Regions from separate parts of the Sus scrofa genome. Here region 1 is linked to region 2. Evidence: chromatin contacts called from public Hi-C data. All regions are on one chromosome and are shown on one strand. The core of a region is the stretch at or near the end of the contact, and the rest is flanking DNA. Distances in the headings are between cores, read along the strand shown.

Region 1 (5,513 bases), core at 1,780-4,279, 96 kb after region 2:
ACCAGCTGTGTCACTAGAGAAAGAATTACAAAATTCAATTTGAGTCAGAACATTTGTCTAAGACAAAACTCAAGGCATGAGGAAATTTTATGTGCTAATTACTTGGCATTATGGAGAAATTAATCTCCACATAAATATTTTTCCAAAGTATTAAAGGTCAGCTTTTTAAGGCCACACCCATGGCATATGGAGGTTCCCGGGCCAGGAGTCAAATTGGAGCTACAGCTGCCAGCCTACACCACAGCCAGTGCAATGCAGGATCCAAGCTATGTCTGCGACCTATATCACAGCTCATGGCAACACTGGATCCTTAACGCACTGAGCAAGGCCAGGGACTGAACCCGCAACTTTGTGGTTCCTAGTCGGATTCATTTCTGCTGTGCCAAGACAGGAACTCCAAGACTTGCATCTTAATGTTAGCCAACTTCAAAGGAAATTATTCCAAATATGCTTTTCTTTTCTTTTCTTTTTGAGCCACACCCGTGGCACATGGAAATTCCCAGGCCAGGGGTAAAGTTGGAGCCACAGCTGTTGGTCTACACCACAGCCCCAGCAACGAAGACCTAAGCCACCTCTGTAACCCGCACCACAGCTTGCAGCAACAGTGGATCCTTAAGCCACTGAGCGGGGCCAGGGTTTGAATGTGCATCCTCATGGATACTAGTGAGGTTCGTTTCCACTGAGGTACAATGGGAACTCCTAAACATACCTTTTTAAAAACAATTTAATAACACAATCTTCTCTTGATGACTCTAAGTCATAATCATGAGCAGCAGTTTTTATTCTATGCTGTGATCCAGTGAGACCTTCTGGGATTGGTAAATTGGAAAACCCTGGCTGGCTCCAGACTGCTAAGCTTTCATAGTGTTCTGTTTGCTCTATATGGATTTTCTGTCTCCTCCTTCACAATCAAGCTGTCAGCTATTATTTCTTGCTGTTCTCAGTATGTCTGAGATCCTCTCCTTATTTGTTCCCCGTCTGCTTTGCAGCTTCTAATCAGTTATGAGCTGGGAAGTGGATAGCCATGTGTGTTGTAAGTATTTGTAACATAAGAGTAAATAGGCTCTGAGTGAGTACTGAGGGGCTCTCTTGATCATTAAATTAGTGAGCAGACTTAGGGACATACATTTTGATTGCTCAGAAGATTTAAGTTTGTTTTCTCTTAAGATTGGCAAATAAATCATGTCCAAATAAATAACAGTACAGTGCTTTAAAAAACAAACAGACACAAAGACTTCAGATACCTTTTGCTGATTTTATACACATCTTTCTTTCCTTGTGAAGATATCCAAATCTCTAAGCCACACAGTAGGCTCTGAGTTCTAAAATTATGTCTCTTAAATTTCTAAAACTTACTTTTTGCAACATAAAATTGGTCTTTTTAAAAAGCTAATGGAGGAGTTCCCTTTGCGGCTCCATGGAAACAAACACAGCTAGTATCCATGATCCCTGGCCTCGCTCTGTGGGTTAAGGATCCGGCATTGTAGGTCACAGATATGGCTTGGATCTCGTGTGACTATAGCTGTGACTGTGGTGTAGGCCAGCAGCTGAGACTCCAATTCAATCCCTAGCCTGGGAACCTCCAAATGCCACAGGTGCAGCCGTTATATTAAATAAATAAACAAATAAATAAAGCTAATAGAAATACAGCTGTGGCATCACTGATGAGCACCTGGCAAGTGATAAGAGGACAGTCTTCTGCTAGGAGGGCTGTTCTCTATGTCCTCACTCCCACTCCCCACCCAGCTACTGTCCTCACCTCTAAAATACAAAAGTGGTCAACATTCTTACTTCCTCATTGTTGCTTGCGTTTTTTTGAAAAGATTAAAACCACTTTCCCTTAATTCAAATTTAAAAATTTTTTTAAATGGTCAACAAGACAAACTTTCCTACTCTGTCCTGATACTTTCTCCTAGATTCTAAATTTCCTTTTTTTTTTTTTTTTGTCTTTTTAGGACCACATCCACGGCATATGGAGGTTCCCAGGCTAGGGGCTGAATCTGAGCTGTAGCTGTAGCAGTCTATGCCAGCACCACAGCAATGCCAGATCCGAGCCGCATCTGCGACCTACACCACAGCTCACGGTAATGCCGGATCCTTAACCCACTGAGCAAGGCCAGGGATCGGACCCGCAACCTCATGGTTCCTAGTTGGATTCATTTCCACTGCGCCACGACGAGAACTCCCAGATTCTAAATTTCTAGACTTTATAATGAACAAGTAAATGAGATGGGCCAGTAGGAAGCTAACGTCCCAGCCCACGTGCTGCTGAAATCATTTTGAAAGCTACCATTAGAAATGGTGCTGTGGGAGCCACAGGGGCTGTAAAAGCCGAGCAGTTTGCAAAATTATGCCAAGAGGAGGAATTACTCAATGCAAACACCTGCTGCAGAGTGATTATCAAATTATCCACAGGGCAACTAGGACCCTGTGAGTTGACTTTCCACCCTACCACCCTACCACTCCACAGTGGTTTGTATTTACCAGTAAACACCCAGAAACCCACTGCACTCTGCTAAACCAAAAGGCCAAATTAAATGACTCACACCAGAGTTAATGAGGGGTTGTAATAACAAAAGCCCAGCCACAAATGAACGAGGGGCATTAACAATGTGCAAAGAACTTCCACTCTCGGGATCTCACTTACAGTTGGAAATAACTGTTCATTAAGGTAGTTCCCAGGGAAAGGTGCCACTGATGGGTTTTCCCAAAGAAAGGACAAAACTTTAAAACAAGAACTGTAGTTAAAATATACCCTAAACGTCCCCTCTATTTCATCCCACCCCCCTTCTTTCCAGCTGTCAGTTTTTAAAGTGTATGTTTTAATTTTCCACGGTTGACCACATCCAAAGCTGTTTTAAGGAGCATGGGATTCTTTTCTTCTCTAAAATCTATATGCAGCCATGGATTACCACAGCTGGCTCCAGGAACGTTTGCAAAATCTAACTTACTATCTGAGACTATTTCTAAGACTGTTCTGAGTGACGCTGGGCCCGCTTCTCTCGTTGTAATTTGTAGACCATCCTAAATGGTCTTTCTGTGATCAGGGGCTCTCCGCTTACACAAATGCAGGGCAGTATTTGCCCTGATGTGTGTCCCAAGGAGAGCTTGGGAAGAAATCATCATTATCCAGGCGGTTCACCCAGACACACAGACTTGCTTGTTACCGTATTTAAAGAAGGGGCTACAAAGAAATAGTCATTGGCTTTACCATAGGAGAAACCCAGTATGCATTTCCAAGGAATCACATTTTGGGGAGAATTACAGAATAATTACACATATGCTTAGATCACGAGCATTCAATGAAGCGGACAGTATTTTGAGGATTTAAGATGTTGGCGTTGTGGTCGTCTCTAAGAAACCGGGATAATTCAGACATTCAAATGCAAAACCGCACCATTTGGAGAGTGTAATGCGGTCTGTTCTGGTCACTGTTACAAATTCGGAAAGGATTCCCTGGCTGCCGACATTAGAGGCACTTAATACTTAAATCTGTTTCCAAATGTAAAGCATAGAACAAAAGTGCTGGGCATTAATGAAACGTATCCTAACACTGGTGTGCTGACACATTTCATTAAAGCGTCACTTTGGGAGAGTGAAAAAATAATGACAAGAGCTTTGCTGTGTGCAACTTGATAAGGTCCTCAGATGAAATATCATTAACTAATAACACATTAAACATCCATTTGAACCTTATCAGGGTTTTCAGATCGGGCTGGAATGAATTTCATGCCTACGATGTTCCTATAACCAATTGCTATAAATGAATCTCATTCCTGAGTCAAAATACTCCTTGTTTATTCATGTTCATTTGATTCAAACTGCCAGGAACTCAAGGATTCTTGGAAGTTACTGCAATGATCATAAGAAAAAGATTTTAAAATAGCAACTATCTTGTTTACTTGTAAGGCCAGGCATTAGTTAATTCCTGAAGGAATGTATTGTGTGTATTTTTTTTAAATATACATCTTTACCATTTTTGTTGGGTCATTGGCAAAATGCATTTCTCCTGCACTATAAAAGTTAAAGTGTTCTTCTAGGCTCAAACAGGGTTTCTCTTTTCTTAATTTAAAAAAAATGATAAAAATAAGAATTCAACCAATGTAGACCAAAAACTCAGCATTTTATGAGTTTGAAAAGATTTCCAATTTGATCTTTTATTTAGGACAATTTTCCTTGTGTAAATACACATAATTTGTGTTTTCAGTAAATTTTCAAAACGTCACCTTCTAAGATTTTGTGTTCAAAATATCCAAATAACAAGAACTTTGCAAATCTGGCAGCCACCTGGATATTCTTACCAGACAGATTTATGTAGGGTGTTTTCCAACATTTATAGATTTGTTTGATTTTTTTTTTTGCAGAAAAGTCATTTTATAAAATGTAGCAAGGCAAGAAATTCTCCCAAGCTGGGCCTACATAGCCAAGAATCGAGTTACAAAGTAACACAAAACAAAAGAGATGAAATAGAGAAATTAGTCCAAAGCAAAACAAGGGAACTGCCCAAGAAACTTGGAGCCGGCAATCTCCTAATGTGAAAGGTTAATCACAAGATTTAAAATCTAATCTTGCTTTCAAAGGCAGCTCATGTAATTGCATACATTGTAAAGGGAATGAGAACAGTGGGAACAGAAAAAAAAATGTAACAAGCCAGCTTAATATAAACTGTAAATTTAATATAGAGAAAAGCAAGAACTTAGCAAGAACGGCACAGACTTCAGGAAGGGGTTAGCTGGGGAACTAAGACAATAGAATGGCTGCAAATAACCACTTCTAAAGAAAAGACAACTTTTAATTTGGGAAAAATATGTCTTCCCATGAGGTACTCCCTCAAGATCTTTGAGATTAAATTCCATTCACTTATGTTGCCTAGCAAATGTTTAAAGGGGCCTATCATGTGCAGATATTGTGGGAATACAAAGATAAATGGGACACCAGAGAAAGAGTCATAGCTCCCTCGAGCACAAAGCAGAAAGTACTGAGAGTGGAGAGGTGGAAGAAACCCCTCCATAAAAAAGGGCTGCTATTTAAACTGCCAGGAAGAAGGGGAGGACTTGGCCATCTGCAGATGGGAAGGCAGGAACAGAGATGGGAACGCATGGAGTGTGTGTTCAAATCAGAGATGACTTCGGGTTGACCAGCAGCGCAGTCTACAGACACAGAAGCAGGGTGGGCTGGAAAGAGAGATGGGGCTGACACTGTGGGACCTGGAGGAATTTGGCTGATTTCTATGCCAAGTGGGAAACCACTGGAGTTGTGGATTCCAGGAACCATCTGATGATAAAGGTGTTGTAAAAGGTTCATCTGTGAGGGGCCGCCTAGAAAAGGAAGAACATATAAGCTCAGCAGACTATATTTCAGGGAAGCATAAAATGTAGAGATTTGTGTTCTTGGGCTAGCAAATACTGAAAGTATATTTATGAGTGACATGTTTCTAAATTTTAAGACCGTCACTTCTTGCTAAATTGGAATAGCAACAAGAGGTGCCATTGAAGGAGTTCCCTAGTGGCCTA
Region 2 (5,588 bases), core at 1,764-4,263:
ACCTACACCACAGCTCACGGCAACACCAGATCTTTAACCCACTGAGCAAGGCCAGGGATTGAACCCGCAACTTCATGGTTCCTAGTCGGATTCGTTAACCACTGAGCCAGCACGGGATCTCCTATCATTGAATTTTATTTTCATAGTATTTATCGTTTCTGAACAAGACCAGTAATACACAATCTAATTACAACAGCAGACTGTTCACGTTCATCCTCATCATGGGTGACAAGTGTAATTACTTTAGCCCTGCCGCATTCATTCTCATGCTGAAAAACCATCTCTAATGACTATGGAGATCAGTGTAACTCATTCAATATAAAAACCAGAGTTCCTACAGAGGTACAGTAGATGAAAAGTCCTATTATGTGTTAAGATGATATTAAAGAAAAGTTTGAGGAGTTCCCGTTATGGCCCAGTGGTTAGCGAATCCAACTAGGAAACATGAGGTTGCAGGATAGATCCCTGGCCTTGCTCAGTGGGTTAAGGATCTGGTGTTGCCGTGAGCTGTGGTGTAGGTTGCAGATGGGGCTTGGATCTGGCGTTGCTGTGGCTCTGGCGTAGGCTGGCAGCCATAGCTCTGATTGGACCCCTAGCCCAGGAACCACCATGTGCTGCGGGTGCGGCCCTAGAAAAAAGACAAAAAAAAAAAAAAAAATTTGAGTAGTTCCCAGCAAGCCAAGAATTTATAGTCCAGTTTTCTTATCACATCCCAATACCTAAGAATATGGCAATAAATGTATGCAATTAGCAAGAAGAGCAATTTGAGCAAAACATAGCCAGAGATAGGACAGAGTAATGATTCCTATGAAGAAATCTAATACTTTGTGTGTTTAAAAAATTTTTATCCACTGAGTATTATTCTATTTTTGCATTAATAAGACCCTGTTTATTAGAAAAAAAATCTATTTATTTTAAATAAATCAATAGAATATAGAAAAAAGGAAAATATTCCGATACCTGATTCAATAATTACCATCATGATAATGATGGTAGTCTTTATTTTTCCAGTCAATAAGACGAAATTGATAAGAAGAATTCACCTGAGCATCCAACAGTCATTCTGCCGTAATGTCAATTATGATAAATCCCTATGCTATGAATAAATTACTCAACAAATAAACTTTGGCTGGAAAGAGTTTAAAGAAAAAAGCACCAAGTCATAGAGTCATGGAAGCTCCCTGGTCTACTAGAGATTACTGCATGTCAATCTACCTTTTTTTTTTTTTTTTTGTCTTTTTAGGGCTGCATCTGCAGCTTATGGAAATTCCCAGGATAGGGGTCAAATAGGAACTGTAGCTTCCAGCCTACACTACAGCCACAGCAAATGGGATCTGAGCCATGTCTGTGACCTGCATCATAGCTCATGGCAATGCTGGATCCTTAACCCACTGAGCAAGGCCAGGGCTCGAATGTGCATCCTCATGGATACTAGTCAGGTTTGTTAACCACGGAGCCATGACGGGAACTCCTGAATCTACATTTTAATAGCAGTTCAGAAAGATTTTTGCCATCACTGCTGGTTGGACAAATTCATTCTGAATCAAGAACTCATTTGGGAACTGAAAAGTTGAAAGACTTAAGGATACTCCTAAATTGTATATAAACAAAGAGAATGAAGTTTAGATGATAATATTTAAGTTTCTTTCTTTCTTTCTTTTGTCTTTTTGTCTTTTTTAGGGCCGCATCTGTGGCATATGGAGGTTCCCAGGCTAGGGGTCCAATCAGAGTTATGGCTGCCAGCCTATGCCAGAGCCACAGCAATGCCAGATCCAAGCCCCATCTGCAACCTACACCACAGCTCACGGCAACACCAGATCCTTAACCCACTGAGCAAAGCCAGGGATCTAACCTGCAACCTCATGGTTCCTAGTCAGATTCGCTAACCACTGAGCCACAACAGGAACTCCAGTTTCTTTTGTTGATTTGAAATACTCTATGTACCTGCATTTGAAAAACCTATTTAATTAAAAGCATTCTGCTTCATATTCTTTTTGGTACAAATCTAGCTATGTGTAAATGAATAAAATTAAATGAAAAACACAGTAATTACATTTTAAAATACATGGGCTTGTGTTAAAATAATTACATATGCCTATTAAGAAAAAACATCCAAAATGAAAGTATTTATTCAAAGATGATGTAATTTTGGCAATAGTTTTGTTACACCAACACAACAAAAAATAACTCCGCTGTATCCATATTACATGGGAGATAATTTACCATCTTTCCAGTAACTTCAAAACCATGTGCTTTAATTAGCTCTGCTTATTACAAAATTATCATTCCATTTTCTAATACGCTACAAAAAAATGAACATCAAAATTATTATCTTAAATGTGCTGTGCTTTTGTAATGAATGCATGCTCTAACTATCTGAGTTGGAAAGACTATATATGTATACGGGTTTATAAAACAAAAAAAACAAAAAATGTGTTCTGTGTAAGAAAACCAGTGGTTTACATCAAACCTACTCTAATTGAAAGAGAGGCATGGTTAGTGGTCACAAGATAAATGACTTCATCTACAAACCAGATTCCTCAATTTAAAACTGGATGGCCTTTTCCCCTGAAATTGCTTGGAGGGGATCTCACACTTTCTACAGAGCCAACATGAATTCACTGGGTTGGTATTACTCTCTTTTTCCAGGATAAGATGGACTGCTTAAGAACATTAGTTCCTTCTGTGGTCATGGTTCAAAAGTGTACCTAATTGTGAGTGAAACATGGTAATTGTCAGAAACAGATGCTTTAAAATGGGTAAGTTATTCTTGACAATGTAAACAAAGCTCTTGGAATGATGATATGCCCTGTGTGGATTCCAGAATTCCAGAATTTAAGAGTTGGAGCAGCCTTTAAGTCATTTAGCTTTTCTTGTAGGCTCTGTTGGGATTAAGCTGGAGATTCCTGACTTGTAAAACTGCCCAAGGGTGAAGATCCTATCCCTATCTTACTAATTGATTCTAAGCGCTTAGGAACACAGACATCTAAGTCCCTTCCTAGAGTCCACAGTGAACCTGATATTTTTGTTGTGGTCCCCATAAATTTCCAAATGTATTTGTCATGCTGTTGTAGAAAGAGCATTGAACTTGAAATCAAAAGACCAGGACTTGACACTTCCTATTTGACCTTCTAGCAAGTCCTTTTGCCTTGCTGGGATTCAGTTTCCTCACCTGGAAATTAAAGCTACTAATCCTTACCTATATCAAAGGAGATTGTGAGAATCAAATGGGCTAAGGTATGTAAAAACATGCCATAATTATAAAGCTGCAGATGTTTACCTTAACCCTTATGATATTTAAGTTTAGAAAGAAAGAAGGATTTGGGGTCAAGTCTTAGGATTTAGGAATTTTGGTTATGATTGTTTTCAGTCTACACTAAACATACTACTCCCTTAGGGATCTGACCCCTATATCCAAAATCTACAAAATTCCAACATCCATCCATGGCTCTTAGACTCTTTTCAAGCAGTTTGTGAACTGTAGATCACCATACAAATTAAGCTGTTACAAAAATGACTGGTACTATTATACCAAAAGCCAGCAAGCCAGCCACCTGTTTCAGAAAAGCCTGAGGCTAGATTGTCTAATAAGAGCTGGGCTGAGGAGTTTTTCCTTGGGACTTATAAGGCTTATCCTTTATGAATAAATCTAGTTACCAAGGAACTTAACCACCCAGAGCATCACACGATCCTAACAGGCTGGCCAGCAACCCCAAAGTCAAAGGACCATTCCGACGAGGGAAGTAGCAAGGACAGTATCTGCTATTTGCATAGGGCTTTGCAGTTTTCTAAGGTCTTCTCTATATACAAACTAAGACTCTCATCATGGGAGTAATCTCAGAAATTTGAGAGGTGGCAACAAAAAGGAAGGAAATATCATGAGTAAGTACCACCACTTAAATATCTTAAAACTGTGAAATAGATAAAATACACAGATGCCTACCTGATCTATGATACACTAATATCCATCAGAATATAGAGCTGTGCCATTATACAAAGGAGTAGAGATTTTTGTTCATTTAGCATTTATTTCATTTTTTCCCCCATTCTTTTTTTTTTCTTTTTCTTTTCTTTTCTTTTTTTTTTTTTTTTTTTTGCCACCCCACAGCATACAGAGTTCCCCAGCCAGGATTCAGATCTGAGCCACAATTACAACCTACACCACAGTTGTGGCAATGCCAGATCCTTTAACCTATGGTGCCAAGCCAGGGATCGAACCTGCGAACTGGTGCTGTAAAAATACTGCTGATCCTGTTGCACCAAAGAGGGAACTCCTTTTTTTTCACTCTTAACTTTTCTTTGGGAAAATTTCACTCTCTGTCCAGCATCTATGTTCTTTGTGTGGTACTGACTTCATTCTTTGGTCCTAGGATTGGCTCAGATCACTCTAGGCCAGTTTGGATAATCTTGATCTCTGTCATTACTCAGGAGCTGTCTAGTCATAGGAAAACTTAGAACTCTTATTTGAAGGCTAGGGTAAGCATCTTTTTCCCCCCAGGATGCGAAAGAGAAAGTCTGTAGCACAGGGAACTGCTGGCAGCTCTCTTGGGGCTGTAAAGAATGGCACCTTAACCATCTCAGGACTTTGGGGTTATGAAAAGCAATACTTTTTCTCTAAATTTAAGCTTTGAAATTGATTTTCTGTTCTGGCCACACAAATCTTCAACATGGTATATTTAATACATAAAGTACTTTTGCATCACATATTGCATACTTGGACATTCACAAAGCAAATCTTTTTGCTATATAAGCCCCAGTCTGTGGTCTGAGTATGCTGGAACTTTCAATGACTGTATTGTAGCTCTTACTCTGTACTGTACAACTCGGCAGAAATACTGATGTTAAATTACGTGAAAGTTGGGTGATAAACATCTGATGGTTATAATCATGACTACTAGCACTGATGTTAAGAGCAGTAAAACTCTACAAGTTGCTATCCATTTCAAAGCATTATTCTTTGAAGGCAAGACAGACCCTATATTAACCTGTGTTTATTTTTCAGTGTTTTACTAAAAAGCCCATCCTCCAATGCCATGGATGTGGAGTTGTGTTGTAACAGAAAGGTACAACCGATATTCATTCATTTACTCATCAGGAATTTACTGAGGACAAACTGTGTCAGAAACAACTAGAATTCAGTCACATATATGAATACATCACAGTTAATGCTGCCTTATGTTACCTGTCCTTTCGTTTTAATTCAGTCAGACAGTAATTAGCAATTACTGCTTGGGCATCCTTTAGGGGAATGTGAGGGATTCCAAGTGTGAACTTTGTTTTGAGGAGCTCAGAGTTGAGTTGGAGAAAAGAGAAATAGTGAAACATTAAACTTTTTAAGAACCATCACATTATAGGGAGTTCCCTTCATGGGTCAGCGGTTTACAAACCCAACCAGGATCCATGAGGATACAGGTTCCATCCCTGGCCTTGTTCAAGGGGTTAAGGATCCAAAGTTGCTGTGAACTATGGTGTAGGTGGCAGATGCGGCTAAGATCCGGCGTTGCCATGGCTGTGGCATAGGCCGGGCAGCTGTAGCTCTGATTTGACCCCTAGCCTGGGAACTTCCATATGCTGTGGCTGTGCCCTTA

What was found. Hi-C and Micro-C count contacts between places; a contact is called where the count stands out from the background.
Region 1: a contact with region 2 is called in a Hi-C map of fetal skeletal muscle, with 1.7 times the contacts expected there. The contact joins two enhancer-like sites. A contact is called at or near these places in 1 of 5 promoter capture datasets (liver), 14 of 47 Hi-C or Micro-C datasets (brain, embryonic fibroblasts, epiblast stem cells and 7 more) and 1 of 2 datasets of contacts at active chromatin or transcription factors (skeletal muscle).

The regions. Positions count from the first base shown.
Region 1 is chr2:39,154,627-39,160,139 of Sscrofa11.1, forward strand. The region is part of intron 1 of LOC110259291 (a long non-coding RNA gene); the gene reads right to left. Among named protein-coding and RNA genes, the nearest start is that of DBX1, 72 kb to the right of the region's middle. Within about 2 kb of position 3,030, at least 1 of the 83 cell types and tissues checked has an H3K27ac peak or open chromatin away from gene starts, as enhancers often do. A contact at or near this core is called in fetal skeletal muscle, where this site is marked.
Region 2 is chr2:39,058,913-39,064,500 of Sscrofa11.1, forward strand. The region is part of intron 3 of LOC110259291 (a long non-coding RNA gene); the gene reads right to left. Among named protein-coding and RNA genes, the nearest start is that of HTATIP2, 9.5 kb to the left of the region's middle. Within about 2 kb of position 3,014, at least 1 of the 83 cell types and tissues checked has an H3K27ac peak or open chromatin away from gene starts, as enhancers often do. A contact at or near this core is called in fetal skeletal muscle, where this site is marked.